3 separate regions of the Mus musculus genome follow, and all the other regions are linked to region 1. A link is a contact called in public HiChIP or PLAC-seq and promoter capture Hi-C data. All regions are on one chromosome and are shown on one strand. Each heading gives the region's core, a stretch centred on a gene start, on an enhancer-like site or on the middle of the called end of the contact. The rest is flanking DNA. Distances are from core to core; before and after follow the strand shown. Region 1 holds the start of Kpna4 (karyopherin (importin) alpha 4). Region 2 has its middle 57 kb from the start of Nmd3. Region 3 has its middle 33 kb from the start of Nmd3.

Region 1 (2,844 bases), core at 82-2,581:
TAAGAAGCTAAAAGCTTGACTTTTTTTTTAAATTCCCTATATTAAAAAAAAAAGTCACAATGGAAAGAAACTGTGTGCTTAATACATCGAACCTTGGAAGCAACTGTGTCTATGACAACGAAGCCTTCTTCCCCCCTTTAAAATAATACGTGATGGTGTCAGTCCATAGCCTACCGGATTCCTCACTGCCACCACCACCAGGAGGTGGAGAGAAAGGATACCGAGAAGACTAGGGGATGACAGCTTTGTATAACCCTTTGGACTTTTCTATGTAAGAATGCAAACTGGTGGTCTCTTCTCAGAGAGGAGTAAAAAGATCTGTGGACAAGCTCAAATAAGGCGGTGGAGGCAGGTGATCTTTTGACTGGAAAGGGACACATCGTGAGCCACATCTTTGAATCAGCTAGGACCAAACTGAAACCCAGGCCGCTGGAAGGCACTGCTTAGCATCACCAGGACCGCCTCTCGCGGCGGGGGTGGCTTTTTTTTCTTTCTTTCTTTCTTTCTTTCTTTCTTTTTCTCCAGCGGAGAAGTTGACTCCTGTAGTTTGGACATTGAAGTAAAACCAGAGTCGGGGCGATTAGGAAAACCTGCATGTGGAGGCGTCTCGGGCCCGGAGAAGTTCCGAGGTCGCCGCTCGCTCCCCCATCGCCCTCCACCCGCGACGCTTGGCGTCGGGGGCTCGAGCAGAGCCTGAGCTTCCGCCGCTGCGGGGCCTCCGCCGCGGCTGATATGCCCGCCGCCCTCACCCGTGTCTGGCCGGCTCGACAGGACAGGCCTAGGCCGCACCCGGCGGGCCCCGGCGCTGTCGCCGGCGGAGGCGGAGCAGGCCCGGCACAAACTTCCCGGCGCGGCGCCCGCGTCACGGCCGCTCGCCCGCCCGCCCAGCGCCATGCCGGCCGCCGCGCCCGCCCGACTCCGTACGCACCCCGCGTCCCGCCGGGGGCCGGAGGCCGCGGACCCCACTGTACCTCCAAGTCACGGCCTTTGTTCTTAAAATTCTTGAGCCGTTGGTTGTCCAATTTCTCGTTGTCCGCCATGGCCGGGCCGGCGACTCTCCCCACCCGCCCGGGCCCCGCGGGATCCGCCCCAACCACCGCGCCGCACAGACGCTCCCAGGAAGCCGGCCGCCGCCTGCGTCGCCCGCCCGTCCGCTCGCTTCCTCTCGCCCGCCGGGCCTCCGCTTCCTGGCTGGCCTCTCCTGCCCTGAGCTCGGGTACCACAGCAGCTCTGGCGAAGACGACTGCGGGGCCAGCGGCGGCGGCGGCAACGGCGGCGGAATGTGCTGCCGGCTGAGAGGGGGAGGCAGCCTCGATCTGAGGGCCCGGCTTTACGGCCACGCCCATCGCCGCCAACCCGGTCCGCCGATTGGCCGGCCGGGCTCCGGAGTGCTTAGCCAATCAAAAGGGACGATGGAGAGCGGGGGACGGAAGAGCGAAAGGAAAGGGGAAGGGAGAGTCTGGGGCAGGAAAGGGACGGGGCGCAGGAGCTTGGGAGGGGAGGGGTCACGCGCGGAGGGAGAAACCCGAGGCAGCCGAAGAGCAGCAGATCCGGGAGCGGGCGGGGATGGGCAGGGTGTAGTGGTCCTGGTTATGGTGGGATGATTCCCGGGGTGGCTTTAGATGTTGGGGTTCTGAACTTCGTTCTTTTCTCCCCCGGTGTTACTTGAGCGCTTCATTCACTTTGGAAGGCAAAGAGGTGTGTCTAAGCTACATGTGAAGTCCTAAACCCTGAGTCCTGTTCTGGGAACTGCGAACCAACCTAGGACCCGGCATCGTGGCTAGGACTGACTACGGTGATGTGCATTCTGAAAACTGAAGGGAAAGCTAGAGGGACCCGGTAGGAAAAGGAAGGTAGAAGGTTCGCAACAGGTAGAAACTTGAGAAAAATTGGTCCTTCCCTAATACCCCCATTTTGAGCAGTTTCTCTTGGGAAATTAAACTGCTTGATCACAAAGTATTAATTTATAGAGAATGACGACTATGAGCCATGACATAGCAAATGCAACATTGTGACTCTTGATAAAGGAAGTTAATCCCAAAGAAACCTCTTAACCAGGAACATTGTAACCAAAGGCGGATGTAAAACAGGTACAAAAGAGCCTCTCAAATTTTTCAGAATCGCTCCGGGCCGGTGACTCGGTTTGTAATCGTAGCTACTGGGCAAGAGGAGGAGCTGTTAAAGTAGCCCAAGAGCAAGGCCAGCCAGAGCAAGAGTCCAAAGCCACTTCGAGCAGTTTAGTGACACTTCCCCTCTTCTCTTGCGGGTTCATCTCAAGATAAATTAATAATAATAATAATAATAATAATAATAATAATAATAGAAATACAACTCATTGGAAGAAGCTAATTATGCTGGAGGCCCTAGGCTCAGAAAAGAGAGTGAGGACATGTTTTCAAAACTATATTTAAGCTGAGCATAGTGATCCACACGTTAAATCTAGCAAAGGCAGGTGGAGATGAGTTTGAGGCCAGCTGAGCTACATCATAATACCCTGTCTAAAAACAAACAAATGTGTGTGTTCATTTATCAATTATTAGTTCCCCAAATTGTGTGGTTTTTGTGAAGCAGTGGCAGTTCAGAGTCAGAAGGAAGAGGAAAGCTAAATGTGTCTGAACTTGGCAAAAAACTCTATTACAAAACCCTTTGGGAACATTTGGCTTCTGGTTCTTTCTGGTATATTTTGTTTGGGCAGAACCACATGCAGAAATGAATGTTTAGGATGCGAATATTTTATAAACCCCTTATATAAAGTCAAAGGAGGATGCTTTTGTAAGGTATAATACAAAGACAATGGGTTCAACAAGATAAAGGATTGAGTTCTTTTGGGAATGGGGGATAAAG
Region 2 (2,755 bases), core at 253-2,752, 540 kb after region 1:
TACCAATGAAAAGTAAGTGGGCAATATTACAAAGAGACTCATGCTTCCTTTTCTGACCATGGAAAAGGAAGTAAGAGTTGATTATACCCACGAAGTCTATAGAACCTGATTTCTCTCTCATATGTGGCCTTTTGTTTCTGTCCTTTCCATTCATAATATTTGAAAAAGACAATTTTGTTAGAATGAAACTTGAAATGATGCTTTGTTGTTATCTGATTTCTTCTATAGTTTAACTTTCCACTTACTTTTCTAAACTAAACTCTGATGGAACACCAAAATAACAGAACAAATAAAGGTTTTGTCCCTAATAACTTAAACTATACTAATACAAGATTGTAACTATAAAATAAAACTTGTCAAAGAAAAAAAGTAAAAGATAAGAAATTATTTCAAACATTTTAAGCATCATATTAGCATTTCATACAGTACAGATGCCTCTAAACACAGGGGAAAACATGTAGTCAACATGGTTAAAGAATGGGTTTGGTTGGTTAAAATGCCTGCTTCCTTCTTCTGCTGCCATAACTCTTTAGGACATACATTGTGACCTTGACTATTTTAACTTTCAATATAATACTCATTATATTTATACATCACACATAAATGCTCTGTTGGATATAGAAGGTAGAAAACTGAAACTTCAAGCTTGGATAGCAACAGACACTAGAACTTGATCTGGTCCAGGGACTCACTCTTTACTTTTCTCTCTCCTGAAGACTGCTTTCTTGACCACTGCATCTCATCTTTATCAGAGCATAAGAATGAGCACAATGGGGCTTAAAATAATATTTAGTCTCTGGGTGCACAAAATGTGATGGTTTGTCAACAGGAGGGATCATGAGCTCAGTGGGGGACCTGGACCTGGACCTGGAGGAGTATCTGTAAGGCTGACTGAGAATGAGAACTTCTGTGATTGTGGAATGACAGTGGGTATGCCTCTGAAGGAGTATCTGAAGCAGAAAGAGTTGCCCTCCATCCGAGCCACACCTTCTGGTGGCAGCTCTCCAAACATCATCCAGACCTCCAGTGTCAGATTGAGACTGCTTCCTGGACGTATAGCCCCTGGGCAGAGGTGTTCTTTGACATTGCATACAAGAAGAAAGATAACAAGAGAGCAAAGTACATGTAAGTTTACCTCATCACTTTTGGCATGTCTGACCTCTGGCGAGGACAGAACTGCCAAGAGAACCAAGGTCAAGAAGCCAAGTTTCTGCCCTAACCATACAGGCTAGTTTCTGTCTCCATTCTCGTCATTCTGATAGCATCTGAAGCCCCTCACAGAAACACCTGCCCACCAGATGTTCCCAACAACCTACTTCAGTATGCTTTTTGTAGAACACCTTTTATGTATTATTTGGTTATTTCCTACAAGCACACAATGTATCTTGATCATACAAACAACGTCTTCCTCATGTGCCACTCAGACACCTACACCCAAGTCTATTTTCCACTTTCATGTCATTTTTTGTTCCCTGTTTTGCTGCTTGCTGGAATGTTGACTGATCGTGTTGGCTTGACTTTGGCATGTAACCATCCTTCAGTGAGTTCATGAGTACAGGAGTCACACCGTGTCCAGAAGATGGCACTTCATAACATGCTTCATCTCTTAGTTCTTACATTCTTTCTGTTCACCATGCCTTGATGTTCCCTTAGGTACCCACAACAGTCACTTAGTCTTGTCACTTTAACCCATTATATGTCTTCTGCGGTGCTAGCCACTGCAGAGAGAGGTTTCTCTAGCAAAGGCTGAAGGAAGCACTAATCTATATGTATAAACAAAAAATACTTCAAAAGCATTTTGGCAACATGTTTATTTAGCAAAACAACAGTAGTAGTGTTCCTGCCCCACCTACAACCTATCCCACCCCCACCACCCACCCTGTCCTTAGGGCCTATGCCATGGGCTTTTAACCTGGCTTACAATGTAGTAGGAATTCTTCCTATGGAGGAGGCATCAGATCCAGTTAGAAAGCTGTCATCTTCAGAACCTTACTACCACTATTACACCAGTGGATGCATTTTGTCTGACATGTCAGTATTGTAGCATTCAAGGTCCAGCAGTTGGATCAATGTGTTTTCAGTGTGCCTTGGTTTATGACTTTGTTCTATTAATATAAAAACATATGCAACTCTTGCTGTATTGGAGTGTAGTATTAAGGGCAAACTAAATCTGTGTTTCCTGGGTTATGGTCATTCATAGTTGGTTCCAGAATAATCTCTCTCCCTTTGAGGACAAAGCTATGTGTCTTCATCAGCATCATCCTGTGTATCAGAAGATGGTGGATGGGATAGATAAGGTCATTTTTACATGCTAGAGGGCACATCTGTATGACAGAGTATGAAAAGGAATCTGCACATAAATACTGTCATCAGCTTGCACAGACATTCTGCCAATAGTTTATTTGTTCTGAATTAACTTTTGATGTAGATGACGCATTGGGAATATTACAAGACTCAAAGATTTCCCTCCTTCCACTGTGTGCATACCAGGAATCAAACTCCATCATCATCATCAGACTTGGCCTTTAGGTGCTGAGCCTTCCTGATACCCCTGGGATATGATGTTTTAAAAGCCCCATGCAGTTTAATGTGAGATAAATATCCATTAAATATTTTAATTTATTTCTTAAATTTATAAAAACATTTTAATGTTAATTTACCCTCTGTACTTATGTAATAATTATAATAGTAATCAATACAGATGTATAAAACCTTAAAGTCTTATATATGCAGAGTTTAATATACATAATATTGT
Region 3 (2,700 bases), core at 35-2,534, 630 kb after region 1:
CCTTGATGAAGGCAAGAGATCTATCTGTCTAGATATCTTTTATTGCAAAGTAGTGTGCTGAAAATACTCAGCGAATTCTAATGATGTTGAGGCTGGGGAAAAGGCATAATTTTCAGTGACTAAGCGCTTAGGGGTGGGGTAGTCTGAGTAGCTATGTTTTTCTAGCAGGGCTGCCTGCTTTTAATGTGCTGGGATTAGCACATTAGGTGTGCTTCTTAGACATTGCCAACTTTCAGTTCACATAAGTGGGTACCTATAGCTTCTTCACAGTACTTTGAGGTAATATGCATTAGCGCTAGTTTATGAAGTGTGAAATAAGCAATTCTAGGCTGGGCTTGTGGTGCAGATAGAGAAATCATAGGGCATAGCTCAGTACTATAGCACCTGTCTAACATGCCTGAAGCCCTCGTTTCAGTCCACACTAGCACAAGACAGAAAAAGAAACTGTTTTTTCAGTCATCTTACCTTCTACTTTTGAGTATCTGGGTGTGTGTGTGTTTTCTGTATTTTGCTGGGGATCAAACCCAGGGCCTTAAGCATGCTAGATGGATTTCTTATTATCCTGTAAATTGACTCCTCCCCCTCCCCTTCCTTCAGAAGAAAATCATTGTGTACAGCTCATAGCTAAGAGGAAGTGAGTTTTTCTACTCCTGAAAGTAAAGTCCATAAACTATTTGAAATTGATGCACATGGGAGACTTGTCCTGTGTACTATTCAATCATTTAACTCGGTATGGATTCTGGGGTATATCTTGTTAGAATTATCCTAGCTTTAGCCATTGAGACCTCAGTAACTTCCTGTAGTCTTCTGATTGGCATATGTGTTTGTGCTGAGCATTTTTTTTACATTTTGGAATTACAAAATGCCAATGCTTTGTCTTGTGTATTTACACACTAGAGTCAGCAATTTTTCTTACATCTTAACTATATTTACTGGAAAGCAGTTCAATAAACCATTATCTAGGCAATAGGTATGCAAGAATCTACTTGACTGTGCATATACCCGATTCTAATAACACACCCGGCATCCTAAGGCTATTATATACACGTCTGTACACACAGACTGCACCTTGCAACCTAGGCCCCCTTACCCGCATTGGGTTACACACTCCATTCTAAACAATGGGATCCATGTCTCTTACCCTTAACAACCATCAACTATAGACATCCTATTCAGTCATATTCCAGTATGTCCTGGTACAAGAAGGTCAGATCTGGCCTAACCCAATTTCTGAAGCTCTCTGTAGCTCCTTGACGGTCCATAAGATGGCAGTCCCAGCTAACCCTCGACCACAGCATTTTGACTTGAAGACACTCAAGCAAGACATGTCTGGGCATCTCACCCACAGAAGCTAAAATAGCAGGTGCTATTTTAATCGTTAAATCTATGGGGGTGGGTATTGTCTGTTGGCTGGCAAAACTTATATGTATGCTCAAGGTCTGCAGTTTTCTATCAGTATACAAGGGTTTCTCTTTTTTGACTTTGGCAAACACTTTTATAATATTATAGGGTTTTCCATTTTAATTTTTTGTCAGCTTGGAAGGTGACAAAAGTAGTGTTCATTTTAATTACATTTGTTAGATTACATATTGAATAACCTTTCATTATCTAGATACTTGAGATTCCATTTCTGAGTGTTGATTTGAAGATATTTCTTACATAAGTAGCTCTTGATGGTTTTGGACATTGATATATCCTGATGTTTTTGCCTTTTTTTGCTAAACAAGTTTCACTTTGACGTAGTTAACAGTCATACATTGTTTTTGTTAAGATTTACATCTTATTAGGTAGGACCACTGACGTCTGAAATTTAGATTTTCAAATAGTACAAAGGCCTTTGTATTATAGATTGTTGAGAATGTAGCTGAAGAGATGAGATGGCCCAGTGGTTAGGAGAATTGGCTGCTCTTCAGAGGTCCCCAAGGTTCTATTCCCAAAACCCACATAGTAGTTCACAACTCTTCAACAACCCTGCACTTCCAGTTCCAGGAGATCTGTTACCCTTTTCTGGGCATCAGGCATACGTGCGACACATAGATGTCTGTGCTAGCTAGACACCTGTATACAAAATAAAAAAATAAAAGGAGTTAAGAAGCCAGGTGCGGTGGTGCATGCTTTTAATCCCATTTTGGGGAGTCACAGCTACTTAAGCTGCTATAAGCAAACTGTTGAGGGCTGCTATGATGACTCAGTGGCACCAAGCTTCATGTCCTCAATTCAATCCCTGGCACCCACATGTTGAAAAATTAGCCCTGATTATGGAAATATGAAAAATAAAAATATTGTTGAATGACTTGAAGTCTGGTTGAGTATTGCTTGCATAATTTGAATTTTCATGTGTGCTATCATGCTGTCTTGTCTGAATGCCACTGCCTAGTGCTTTATAAGTAATTTGAACCATTCGCAGTGTGTATTTAAATGAAGTATATAGCCTTTGAGTAAGTGAATGGTATGAATTTTGGCCTTCTGAAACTAAGATAATGAAGTATGTTACCAAATAATAGAAATGTTTTCCTACCTTTAGTTTTTAAGTGAAGCCCGTTGGGCAATGGCCTTAAGGCTAGTTAGAATGTCCACCAGGTGGCAGTAATGACTGACTGATGATACTGAAAGGCACTTTACCAATCAGTCGTCAAGAAACACCGTGTGAGGCTTCCTCCTTGGGAAATCTCTCCGTGGTCCTGTGGCTAACAGCACTCA

Evidence for each region. Promoter capture Hi-C pulls out the DNA fragments that hold promoters and counts their contacts. HiChIP or PLAC-seq counts read pairs in DNA pulled down with a chosen protein or histone mark.
Region 2: a contact with region 1 is called in a promoter capture Hi-C map of liver, with 2.2 times the contacts expected there. The contact joins the enhancer-like site here to the promoter of Kpna4 in region 1. A contact is called at or near these places in 2 of 39 promoter capture datasets (cranial neural crest and liver) and 4 of 115 datasets of contacts at active chromatin or transcription factors (embryonic stem cells, large pre-B cells, microglia and 1 more).
Region 3: a contact with region 1 is called in an H3K27ac HiChIP or PLAC-seq map of embryonic stem cells, with 3 times the contacts expected there. The contact joins the enhancer-like site here to the promoter of Kpna4 in region 1. A contact is called at or near these places in 1 of 39 promoter capture datasets (pre-B cells) and 12 of 115 datasets of contacts at active chromatin or transcription factors (the 230-238 cell line, the NIH/3T3 cell line, the SCID.adh cell line and 4 more).

What each region holds. Positions count from the first base shown.
Region 1 is chr3:69,125,761-69,128,604 of GRCm38.p6, forward strand. Kpna4 (karyopherin (importin) alpha 4) reads right to left here and starts at 1,332. Exons shown (of 17, transcript NM_008467.4): 1 at 972-1,332. The coding sequence starts at 1,040.
Region 2 is chr3:69,663,364-69,666,118 of GRCm38.p6, forward strand. No RefSeq gene overlaps it. Among named protein-coding and RNA genes, the nearest start is that of Nmd3, 57 kb to the right of the region's middle. Within about 2 kb of position 1,503, at least 2 of the 459 cell types and tissues checked have an H3K27ac peak or open chromatin away from gene starts, as enhancers often do. A contact at or near this core is called in liver, where this site is marked.
Region 3 is chr3:69,754,082-69,756,781 of GRCm38.p6, forward strand. No RefSeq gene overlaps it. Among named protein-coding and RNA genes, the nearest start is that of Nmd3, 33 kb to the left of the region's middle. Within about 2 kb of position 1,285, at least 32 of the 459 cell types and tissues checked have an H3K27ac peak or open chromatin away from gene starts, as enhancers often do. A contact at or near this core is called in embryonic stem cells, where this site is marked.